2 separate regions of the Mus musculus genome follow, and region 2 is linked to region 1. Evidence: chromatin contacts called from public HiCAR-type data. All regions are on one chromosome and are shown on one strand. The core of a region is the stretch at or near the end of the contact, and the rest is flanking DNA. Distances in the headings are between cores, read along the strand shown.

Region 1 (6,081 bases), core at 1,160-3,659:
TGCCCACAGGAGCTAGTCCCCTCCTCCCAGCCCCCCAACTTAAAAATCATATCAGGGAGAAGGATGCTAAGATTCCTGCTCAGCTATATCACAAGGCTGCCTCATTGTTCAGGCCTCCACCTCTTAGCCACTCCTCCTTCTCCAAGTCTGGTCCACCTGATTAACTCACACCATAGCAACTCCCAGACAGAAGTAGAGCACACACCATGGGTGAAGAGGAAGCCGCGCTTGTTTAAAGCACCCACTCTGCTCCCAACCCCCACACTTAGCTACTCACTGGTTCTGAATGTGGCCTTTGGGCACCAGAAAAACAGACAGCTTACTGTAATCATGCATGAATGAGCTTCTGCTGCCCCACTAGCACAACAGGCCGTTTCATAGGGCAGTCAGTCCTCAACCTTCGAGTTGTCTCTCTGAATTGTCACCTCTCTCTCTCTACCAAAAGATATGGGAAGGGGCAAGGATTCAAGGAGAGGGAAGAAAAGAGACTCGTGGAGCCTGAAGAAAAAGTATCACCTCCATCAGACAGGTATCTAGCCCCTTAAAATATTTGTAGAGAAATGTAAGGGCAGGAAGGCTTTAGTAGACACAGGTAAACGGCCTCAAGATTCTAGCATCAATCTAACAATGTGTTCCGGAGAACCACTGAACTTCCACCCCTACTGGCGGTGGGTGACATGAGATGAGACACCATCTCTTAGGTCTCACCTACCCTCCAGGCATCAAGCATATGCATTTGCTGTTTATTTTATTTTTAGTTCGGGAGAGGAAGAAACTAGTGGAACTGAGATTGGTGTCCAATCTTTCTCAGATGCCTGCTGCTGCCAAGGCCACCACCCCTCCTCACCCCCTTCCTGGCAGGCAGCATCTAATTAAAATGGCAAGAGCGCTCGGCCCCCTTCCCCGAAGGAGTGTGCTGGGATTAGAGGTGGGGGTGGGGAAGCGTCGAGGCTGCAATGGGATTCCTGGCAGTCTGATTTTCAAACAACAGCAAAATGGATTCTAGATCACTAAAGTCTTATTCAATACAATGGAACGACGTCTGAGGTGTTTCATTAGGTAAAGGCAAAGCGGCCGGGCTCGGGGAAGGGAATATGTTTTACAAAGGACTGTTCACAGACCTGGGACACACACACACACACACACACACACACACACACACACACACACACACACACACACAGGCACACAGGCACACAGGCACACACGCACACACAATCTCTCCAGGGAGTTCCGGTGTGGTGAGGAGAAGCGGTTAAGCTTCTCTTTCACCTGCTGAAGTTCAGCCATAAAACTGAAAGGTCACAGTCACCGAGGGAAGGAATAGGCAGGGCTGAGTTCAAACCACAGATAAAGGTGAGTGCACACTGGCATATAGGGAAGAGCTGAGCCGGAGCCCCAGCACCGGAGACAGAAGCCGGGAAGGGAGTCAGTTAGCACCTACAAGACCAGCCCAGAGCAGCAATTACTGCTCCATTGGAGCAGCAGGGTCCGCTGGTAGAGACAGCTAGCTCACGATGGCATCTTGCAGGTAGCTGGCAAACGTGAAGGGCCAGTGCCTTTCTTCTCCAAGAGAATCTTTTGCAGCAAGGAGCAGTCGGGTCTCGCGCCTTGGCACGAGACGGTTGCCCGGGTACACACACACACACACACACACACACACACACACACACACACACACACACCAGCCTTTCATGTAATGCTCTTACACCGATCGAAGATGAAACTGACAAGCTCTACCAGCTTCCTTGCGGAACCTCGGGAACAGCCTAGGAGCACAAGGGGAGCCCAGCCCCTGCTGTAGGGGTAGGGGCTCAGCCTAGAACCCCTCGGCTGCCCCGGAATTAGAACAGAAAGGCAGGGAACGTTCCCTCTTTCAGCCCTAGACCATTGGAAAAAAAGGAAAAAACACGTTCTGCTCACCCTCAGGGCGGAGAGATCGATTTCATCCAGGCTGCGAGCTGGGGAGTCGCTCGCCATGTCGACTCTTCGCGGGAGAAATGGACCAAAACCACCCCGAAGCGTCTTCCTTGGCAATTCCACCCCGGTCTATTTCGCTCGCGTCCTCATGCGGCTGTCCGCCAGAGAGGCCCGGGGCCCAGCCTCCCCCGCCCACCCGGGCCCCAGCAAGAGTCCGATCCCGATCTTCCGAGAGCGTCGATCCGCGGGATCCCGGAGCCCGACCTGCGCGGATCTCCAAGCCCGGAGCCGCGGTGCGTGTGGGCTGCGCGCCCTGATCGGCTAAGGGCGCTGGGGCTGCGTGGGTGTATTTAAATGGGACATGCTTCTTTGCTTGTGCGTGGATGGCGGCTGCATTGGCTGTTATAATGAGACATATCAACTCCTCCACTCAGCTGGGAGGTGGGGGTGGAGAACCACACAGAACTGTCTATCACCGCTTCCTGGGAGGAGTGGGGGGGGGGGGAGAGGCGTGGTCTCCGACTGGGGAGAGGCCGCGCTTCCTGACCGGGTCCCTCCGCCACTAGCCAGGGTGGGGGAGGGGTACGCACCCTTTCCGCCCCAGCTTTTGAGGGTTAATAGTGCTGAATCTAAACAGCCGTTTTTGAGCCTCTCTGTGCAGGAGCCTGAATGCTGAATATATATTTTTAATGTGTCCAATTTGTGCAGTGCACCAAAATGGCTCTTCGATCGTATCTTGGGGTTTCTTGACTGCGTTCAGATACTCTAATGGTGAAAAGGGTGGTGGGGAGAGGCAGCGGGAAAAGGCAGCAGCGTCCTCCCTCCCCCATTAATTATTTGTGGGGCTGGAGTAAAGGCGGGCCGGTGCAACCGGTGCATATAAGGACTTGTGCGCAGGGAAGGGGATCCGCCTCCCCGCGCAGAGCGAGTTGGGGAGAAGCTCACACGCGCCGAGCCGGCAGCCTGGCTTTGGTGCTGAGCAGTGGCCACAGGGTCACGGTCATTCGCGGCCACTGGGTTGCAGGAAGGCAGGCCCGAATCGTCTGTGGTTCTCTAGGCTGAGTAGGTTTGCTAGAAGCTGGAAATCCGAGAGATGTGAGCTCTGTCTGGATATCGCCACACCCAAGACCTGCGCGTGCCGCAATTCCCCACGGAAATGACCGAATTGAAAAGAGAAGCTTGCTCCCTGGGTGCAGTAGCTCGAAGGATTCAGGTGACTCCAAGGCCGACATTAATTGGGCAACATAGTACCTAACCCAGTGTTTCCTCCTTTGTAGCTTTTCCGCGGTGACCTACCTGGATTCATGGAGAAAGTTTGGCTCTAGGATAGTGAGCCCTGACCCGCGAGCTATTTGACTTCGCTCGCTTTTTCACTCAAGAGCTGGGTGTTTGCAGTGGTAACCCGTCATTCTTTATCAAAAGTGTAAAGTCACTTCCCCAACCCTCTCGCATCCTTGCCTGTCTCCTAGTTTGGCCACGCAAAATACGTCGGAAGAAAACATTTATAGTGAACTCTTCCCACTGGCTTCAACTCATCAATAGTTCTGAGTGTTCCTCTAGCATCTACTGAGATAAAAAGCTAAACATACTGGGGGGGGTTGATTTTTATTTGACTTTTTGTTTTGTTTTCTTTTGGGGGGAGTAGAGGTTCTTTTTGATTTATCTTATTGGTTGTTTGATTTGGTATGGTTATGAGACAGATCTTAAGTACTTAAAGGAAGTCTTCCCTTCACTGTGCAGCTGGGGATGGCCTTGAACTCCTCATTGTCCTGCAAATGACCCCCCCCCCCCCGCCCACCCAAGTACTCAGATTACACATGGACACCAACACTTGGGCTGTTGCCACTTCTTTTTAAAGTCATGAAGAATAAACTAATTATGAGCTTCAGAACAAGTTGAAAGAATGAATGAACGGACCAACACTAATGAAATTAGTGTTAGCTGGACTGTTTAGTCTTGGACTCATTGGGGTGGGTCATGTGCTCTCTAAACCATACCATGAAACTAGAATGCTGTTCCGAACCCACAAGCCTCCACGAAGGGACCAAGTAGAAGCCATCTTTTCCCTCCACCACACTTTTCCTTGTGTGTCATCATCATCTTCTCCTTCTCCTTCTTCTTCCCTTCTTCTTCTTCTTCTTCTTCTTCTTCTTCTTCTTCTTCTTCTTCTTCTTCTTCTTCTTCTTCTTCTTCTTCTTCTTCTTCTTCTTCCTCTCCTCCTCCTCCTCCTCCACCTCCTCCTCCTCCTCCTCCTTCTTATCTCACCCTTTCTCTAGACAACAGGTTAACATGTCTCAAGATGAAGCAAAATAATTTCAGATTAGGGTATTGAGATTCATACGCAGGGCTCCTTTAAAAGCTTCAGACTTGAAAATAGGAGATAAACATGCTCACAGAAAAGTACTACAGACTTAGGTGAAACCACAAAAAGGTCTTTTCCCCTAACTCTAATAGCACAAGACTCTACTTTGGGGTTTACAATAGGTTCAGACTAGTCCACTGCTGCTGAGGAAGCCCCACCTCAGACAGAAAGGATGGATATAGCTTCAAAGAGGGTTCAACACAGTGCACCCTGGGGAGGGAGGGAGGAGTGGGTAGAAAGCAGTGGCAGGCAAGGGTGGGAAATCTTAGGACCAGGAGAGGGCAGAGGGCAGATCAGGCAGAGTTCTGCATGCCCTATTCAGGAACATCAAACTCTCTTCTTTAGGCCAAGTACATTTCAGATTTCAGCTGTTCCAGCAGAAGTCTGATTTCTTTCCATCCTGCACTCTTATCAACAGTTTTTGCTTTGTGTTTAATTTAAAAGAAAACATAAGTCACTACTATAAAAAGAGGTCTAGACATACTAGGGCCCCAGTCCTTAGTAGGCACCAAGGACTTAGCACCACTGACTCCATGATGGAAGGACCGCTCAGCTGTAAAACAGCATGGAGACAACACCATCTTCTAAAACTAAAGCCTAGGCCTAGTCCATCAAAAACCATAATTCTGAGAAAGTCTCTAAATGTACTAGCCTTGCTTTTTGGCTTCTGTGGCTCTGCTTCTGGCTAACTGTTCTTGTTAACTGAAGTATGTCAACCTAGAGCATGGTTTTTGTGCTTAAAATCTCACCCTGAGAAAGGCTCTGGGCTACACTGGGATCCTAGCATAGTTGCTGGCTGGCTAATAAAGACTTCCTTTTAGATTAAACCCATGTCTGGTCTGAGAAGTCTTCTCTGGTGAGTACCCCACAGCACTAGACATACCTCCTCCTATAGAAAAGAAAACATTCAATATAAAATCACTATAATGAAAGTAAGGTCTACCATTTTGGTCGGTTATTGCTTCGTTATGGAACAGCCCAGGTAACAAGGAACCCCAGCCTTCACAAGGGCAGACAGGAAGTGCGGGGCAAGAGGTCAGCAACTAAAATTATTTTAGATACATGATGTTAACTGACAGGAAAAAGGGCAAATAGCAAGTAGCATAGGCAGTCAGGATGCGACCAAGATGAGGCTTTACTCCTGTCATGATCTGAAGGACTGGGGAAGCAGAGACCATTCAGGCATATCTTCAAAGCCAAGAAAACACACCTGCCTGCTGGCTGTCTCTACTCTAAGCATGCAACAACAACAGAAAGCCTGGCACAGACAGGAAGTGCACAGCAACTGACCAGGGAGGACGAAGAAGAGGATACAAGGAAGGCAAGGAAGCCCGGTGAGAACTTACGGTTTTTTAAAAGCTGAAGCAAATATCATTACAGGGTTGGAATAGTTAAATATGGACTGCTAGTTATAGGTATTGATAATATTGTCCTTGGTGCATTTACATATTTGGAACATTCTTGTGTTTTAAAAGTACTCAGAAAAGAGAGAAACCAGAGGTGTCTTCTCCTTGTTATGTTCTGTGTTGTTTAATAACAAATCTATGTGCCAAGTCAAATCACAATGTAGAAATCAGAAGTAACACGTGTAGGGGTTCAAATGTAGCCCAGGTTTTCCCCTGACTTGGTACATAGCTCGGGATGACTTTGAAATTTCCAAGTACTGAGCCATCATGTCTACCTCGGAAAAAATATTTTTAAACATACATTAAGGTCTTAAAAGAAGCAATATCAGCTGGCCACTTATCCAGAGCACTGTCTAGATGGTCTAAATCAGTAAGAGTGGATGTGACGTTTAA
Region 2 (6,081 bases), core at 1,389-3,888, 2.2 Mb before region 1:
AAAATATTATGACTCCTTTGATTTAGTTAATTTACTTTTTTATGTTTTGAAGAAAGGTGACACGTCTTTTCATACTGATTCGGCCTGAGGACACAAAAGACTGTATTTGCTACTGCAGTTACAAGAAGCCGGATTCAACCACTTCTGCTGAAATTTTAGAAAGACCTTTGTAAAAGACCAGTTCACTGAAAGATGAGGACGGGGACTTTAAACGCCAGAAGGAGTGGGTACCCCAGCCACCTACCACTGCCCTAATATCCCAACTTTCTGTAAAAGTTTAAAAGACAGATCTTTGCATCTGGTGATTTGGAGACTGTTGATTCGGTTCTGTCTTTCGCCCTTTACTGAAACCACCCTACCCTACAGTCAGCCACAAGATTTATTCTTTCAAAGCGCAAATAAGTCCAGAGTCCAAGTGGGTCTTGTTCTTAATCTCGGAGTTTGGCAACATGGTCCCTTCCTTTCTTAAAAACTTCCACCAGATCCAACTCAGGTATTGGCAGACTCCTTGGGGGCTAGGCGAACGGAACTGGGGAAGTGAGAAGGGTGGATGGGGAGGTGAGAAAGGAGGGTGGCTGCTTCCCACATCTATGTTTTGCTTTTATTCTCCACAGGGTGGCCAGCAAAATGAAATCTTCCACCTTGAATTTTCTTTCTAAGATACTCTGCTGTCTCCAGGTGCCAGGCCCTGGAGAATTCCACTTTCTGGGGATGGGGGCGGGGGGCAAACAATTCTAGGTGCTGAGAGCTGGGATCCTCTTGGGTTGTCCCCTGTGTTCTGGCCCAAGTAATGCTCCTCACAAAGTCTCTTACAGACGAGAAGCTGCTGTATGAAGCCCTTGTTTGTTCGCCTAGAACTTTTCCCTAAAGAATCTGACCTCTGCAAAACTCTAGAACCTCACACCCCCTTTCCTAGGAGAACATTTGCTGGTCAGAAGGAGGTCGCTCCTAAACAGAGTAGCTAGTAGATTTTGGGGAAGATTTTTAGAGTAGTAGACCTGTATCCATACAAGCAGTAGTAGCTTTGCACATATTAAAAGTACCAACACACACACACACATACACCTGCATGCAGTAGGCCACTAGAGCTCTAGTAGGTCTTGTAAAATCCCAGGTGCCTCTGTGGGGGAGGGGAGATGGAGATGGCAGGATTCCCTGGGATTCATGTGTGTGTGGGCTCCAGCATTTTCTCCTCTGGAAGCTGTTTTCACTCCGGTTCTCTGCCATTTCCTCCTTTACTTCCCCTGTCTCTCCCTCATATTTCAAGGTTACACATCTGTCTCCCTTGGGAGCTGTAGCTTGGTTCTCTAGGGACCTGTATCTTATGTCTGAATGCTCCTGGAATTACACAGCTCTGGGGAGGGAAAGGTGGTGGGTATTCTTAGATGAGGTAGGTCCTGTAAGCTTGGCCACCGAAGCCCCTGGGAATTGAACCTAGATATTCGCTCTCTCACAACCGCAGTCTGAGCTCAAACTAAATGAATACCAACAGGTGCAACTGAGTTCCCAACAACCCTGCTCGTCCTTGCTCTCTCAGAGGAGAGACCAGGACTTTCCTGCTTCTTCCGACTTGAGTTTTAGGATGGTAGCAGCACCGCACGGAAAAGATGGCAATTTTCTTTTATGGTGTCTGGCAGGATTTGCAGCAGATATTAATGGAGACATAAATAGCACGTGGAAGGTATTGAACACAACTGTTTAATGCAAGAAGGTTGTACTAAGAAAAATCCATACTGAGTTGGGAGTGATTCATACCTTGAACACACCTAACCCCTTGCGCCTTCATTTCTGCCTGCACACTTCATTAGTAAATTCTGTAATTAGGCACATTTCAACAATGTACGTTTTGTATTTTCTAGGTATGCGTATGGAATTTCCCCCCTTCCTCCTTCTGGTGACCCCAGAGGTTGTAGGTTTCAGTGAGTGAGTGGAAATGGCAGGCGGGCTGGGTAGCAGCAGGAGGCCGGAAGGTGCCGGCCGACCTTAGGCAAGGCAGGAGGTCTTGGATGTCAAATGTTCAGCCCGGCGGGACCTGGGCATCAAGGGCGATTGTTGCTACTTGATGGAAACAGACTACTGAAATGTTCCTAGGATGGCAGCTACCGTTGGTATTACAGCTAAAATCGAGAACCGGTTATTCATCCAAAGCGGAAGCCCCAGGAACTTCAGAAGGAGAGAGCGGCAGCAAGGGCAGAGCTCTGAAGTTCAAGATGCTTCTCGCCTTCTGATAACACGTTCACGGTCCAGTCCTCAGCCTAGTTCTTGTGTAGACGGAAAGATTTATCCTAAAGTTTTTTTTCCCTCCTCCGCTCGGTTCCCCTACAGACAATGTAATTTATGGTGGAGAAAACATTAATAATAATTATAATGCAGGCTTATTGACTCCCACACAGACATAGTCCTCTGCCCCACGAATCAATTCTCTGTCCAAGACTTTTCATTTCTTTTCTTTTTCTTTCTTTCTTTTTATTTTTTTTCCCGTTTGGGCGAAGTGTCTGCTCCCCTCCAGCTCCCCGCGCTCGCTCCCCGCCCCCTGCCGCCCTCCCCGTAGCTCCCTTTCTCCGCCTCCTCGGCGATTGCCATCTGACAAGATCTCCAAATCAAAGTGATAAATCGCTCCAAACTTTTTTTGGCGGCGCTGAGATGTTGGAGGGGCGTCTAACGCGCATGTGCGAAGGTGTCCAAACTGACAATGCTAGAGATAGCGAGTGTGGATTGAGAGAAAGAGAGAGAGGGAGGGAGAGAGAGTGAAAGACCGAGTGTGTGCGTGTGTGTGCGTGTGTGAGACAGAGGAGAGAGAGAGAGAGAGAGAGAGAGAGAGAGAGAGAGAGAGAGAGAGAAGGGAGGGGGAGAGAGAGAGCAAAAGAAGGAAAAGATCCAAGAAAAAAAAAACCTAACCACCCAGCAGCGGCTGCAGGACTGGGCACAGCATGAGATCCAAAGGCAGGGCAAGGAAACTGGCCACAAGTAGGTGCAATATCCCTTTTCTATTGGCTTCCCCCCCTTCTCTGCCATCTTGCGTATCTGTGTCTAGCGCACGGGGAGAGAGCGCGGGCTGCTTTGGCGCGGGGGGCCTGGGGTGGAAGGCAGGCACAGCGCAGCCGGCAGCCGGAGCAACCTGCCGATTCCTGCCTCCGCGCCCTGGCTCCTGCTCTGGGCGCAGTGGAAGCGCGGTAGCCCTGAGCCCCGCACCAGGACCAGCTGTGGCAACTCCGGGGTGGGGGTGGGGGCAGCAAAAAGCTGGGAGGGAGGGAGGAGGGCGCGCGCGAGTGAGCGCGAAGGGGTGGGGGGAGAGGAGAGTGTGTCCCCCTCCCCTCCCTTCCCCCCCCAGGCGGGGGAGAGTCGCCTCTGGCCAACCAGCTAGTTCCCGGAGCGGGAGGAGGGGGGAAGCGGGTGGGGGGGGGGCGGGCAGGGGAAGGGCGCCTTTCTGAAGCTCTGTTTGTTTCTGGGGTTTGGGACGGGTGGCGGGCTCCGAGGGAGCCGCGGTGGCTGTGGCCGCAGCCGGCCGCGATGGAGTTGGGAAAAGTTGCGAGGCGGCCGCTTGCAAGTTGCGCGGGCGATCGGCGCTGCGCCTAGCCGCGGCTGCGGTAGTGGGCGCTGTGCGCTCGGTCCTTGTACGCGGCGGCGTGTGCGACGCGGCGGGAGCCCTGGGGAAGGGGAGGCAGGGGGGCCGGGGGGGACACGGTCCTGGGGATGGGTGGGGGGAACCCCGGCAGCGCCGAGCTCTCGGCTCCGCAGAGTCACTCGGCAGGTGGGGAGAGCGGAGGCCGCGCCGGCGTTCTCAGGCCCGGGCGTGGAGGGCGCGCGGCCAGCCGAGAACGCTGCTCCGTAAGGCCAGGAGGGCGCGCTCCGACCCGAGAAGCCCGGGCTGGCAGGGCGCCGAGTGACCCCCAGGGGGCGGGCTGCCGGAACTCGGGGCCACCAAGGGGGAGCAGCTCAGCCTGCCGTTCTCTTTCTGGGTGCAGCCGGGGTCCCGGGTCACTCGTCCTCCCCGGCGCCCTCTGTCTGCCCGGAGCGGAGCAGCCTCGGTCACGCGGGACTAGGGTAGTGGGGTTTGGGGCTATGGGGGACTAGACTACCATCCCCCACGCTTTCAGGGAAGGCTTGGGTGACACTCCAGGACAGGGTAGGGTGGGAAGGGTTGCTTAGCAGGGACTAGTAGGAGTCTGAGGTGGGTTTGTTCAAATGCTTCTGCCCAGCGTTGAAGGGGGCCCAACGAGCAGCCTGCCGCCTTCTTACTCCCTCGGACATCAGAGCTGCTTCGGGAAAGGACCGGCCAGGCCGCCCATGCCTCTCACACTTGGACTTGAGGAATCTCGAACTCTCTTAATTGTTTTGTTTCGGACCAGAGAGACTAAAGATAGGATGTGGATAGTATGTTTGCCCCAGTGAAGTCCCCAAGCGTACCCCCCCATCCCTTGCACATTGGAATTTAGGGCTGGAGGCGCTCCATGCAGCACCACCGGGCGCGTCCTGGCACAGCGGCGCCGGCTACAGTCGTAGCCCCCCGGCATTCCCGGTGTGGGGAATGCAACGTAACGCCCGGCGAGACGCTGTCCTCCCGGGCGTCTTTCCAGTGCTCCAGCCACTCCGCACTCGTGTCCTGCACTCACATACGCTCTAGCGGCATCTTTTCTCTTGGAACTCGGGTCGCAGAGATCAACCTAAATACTGGGCCGTCAGTCGGCCTCCTCGGTCAGTCAGCCGGCTTCTTTCTCTGCTCCTACGGCTCATTTCACTTCGTTGCAACAGTGTAAAGTGCGCCAGCGAAACTGTTTTTCCTGTTGGCTTTTCACTGAGTCTTTATTTTCTTCTGAGAGGGAATAAATGTACACATGCTTGATGGCTTTGAGACTTCAAAGGTTAGGGGTGTGTGTGTGTGTGTGTGTGTGTGTGTGTGTGTGTGTATTTGAGAGGAGGCGGGGAGATCGTTTCAACCGAGCAGTAAGTTGTGAAATGAAAGCCTAAGGCTTTCACCCTGCTTGGTTGCCCAGCATCCGACGAAGCGAAAGCTGAACGCAAAACCTTTCGAATTTTCTTAAGGCTCGCCCCCGCCCCCGCGCGCCTTAGCTATTTTAATTGCTAAGCAAGCTGTACACCCTGTAGCCCACTACTGAGTCCAGAAGCTGAGCCTCCTTTCTGATCTGATGAGACTTGTCAGTCACCGCATGTGAGACACATTGATTTTTGTCTCGTGTGGGGTAAGGATGCCCATGTGCTCTCTAGAGAGCAGGACCCCAGCCTTAGGAACTTTTCCTGCTGAGCCCCAGGTTCCCACTAGCGGGGCTTTTACTGCTTCTGCGGCTGCCTTCCAGAGACACGGGCGCCGCGTAGTGCAGTTTTCCAGCTACCGTCTGAGCAATAAAGGAAATCATATCAGAACTACGGATTTTTGTATTTTAAAGCGCTATTTCCTTTTGCCGAACTGCGCGTGGCAGAGGTGGCTGGTGACCCCTGCGGTGCAATCATCCAACGGAAACTTAGCTGTTTGCAGTCACTGTTTCTTTTTCCCCCCTTCCTGAGTTAGGAAGAGGTAATGTAACCAGCATATCTGAAACAAAACAAGACAAAACCAATTTACTGTAATCGTGGCAAACGTAAGCATTACAAGAGAAACAAACCACACACAAATAGTTCTTTCTCCCATACTTGATTATTCCGTTTCTTTTGTGTACGTCTTTGGTGGATGTCAGTTTAGTTTGGTTTTGGCTAAAGCCCATGGTTAGAGACCAGAGACCACATACCTTGAAAATACTCCCTGATGTTACAGGAACAGATTGTGTGCTCTATCTTCGGTCTAATTTATAGGACCTAATTTTTACACAATACTTGAAACTAATAATTTCGTTGTAAACCGTACGGGAAGGTAGAAAGGTTTAATGTAAAAAGTTTTCTTAAAAGGGAAAAGCAAGAGAACTGACATTTGTACTGCCTAAAACCTTTGACTTATATTTCCATCTTCGAGAAAAGAAAACTAAATAAGGCAAGCCCATTCTGGCATCCAGGAGGCTTCTCAGCCGTTTTATTTGGGGTGTGTGGGGCAGCTGGAGAAGCACCTGGGCCTTGCCAGAAATTCCTGTT

Evidence for each region. HiCAR-type assays count read pairs that join an accessible place to other places.
Region 2: a contact with region 1 is called in a HiCAR-type map of astrocytes, with 2.5 times the contacts expected there. The contact joins the promoter of Mecom here to the promoter of Tnik in region 1. A contact is called at or near these places in 3 of 484 Hi-C or Micro-C datasets (all in embryonic stem cells) and 2 of 115 datasets of contacts at active chromatin or transcription factors (astrocytes and embryonic stem cells).

What each region holds. Positions count from the first base shown.
Region 1 is chr3:28,259,542-28,265,622 of GRCm38.p6, reverse strand. It overlaps Tnik (TRAF2 and NCK interacting kinase), which reads right to left and starts at 2,409. Exons shown (of 33, transcript NM_026910.1): 1 at 1,924-2,409. The coding sequence starts at 1,980.
Region 2 is chr3:30,506,316-30,512,396 of GRCm38.p6, reverse strand. It overlaps Mecom (MDS1 and EVI1 complex locus), which reads left to right and starts at 2,638. Exons shown (of 16, transcript NM_001370769.2): 1 at 2,638-2,967. The coding sequence starts at 2,931.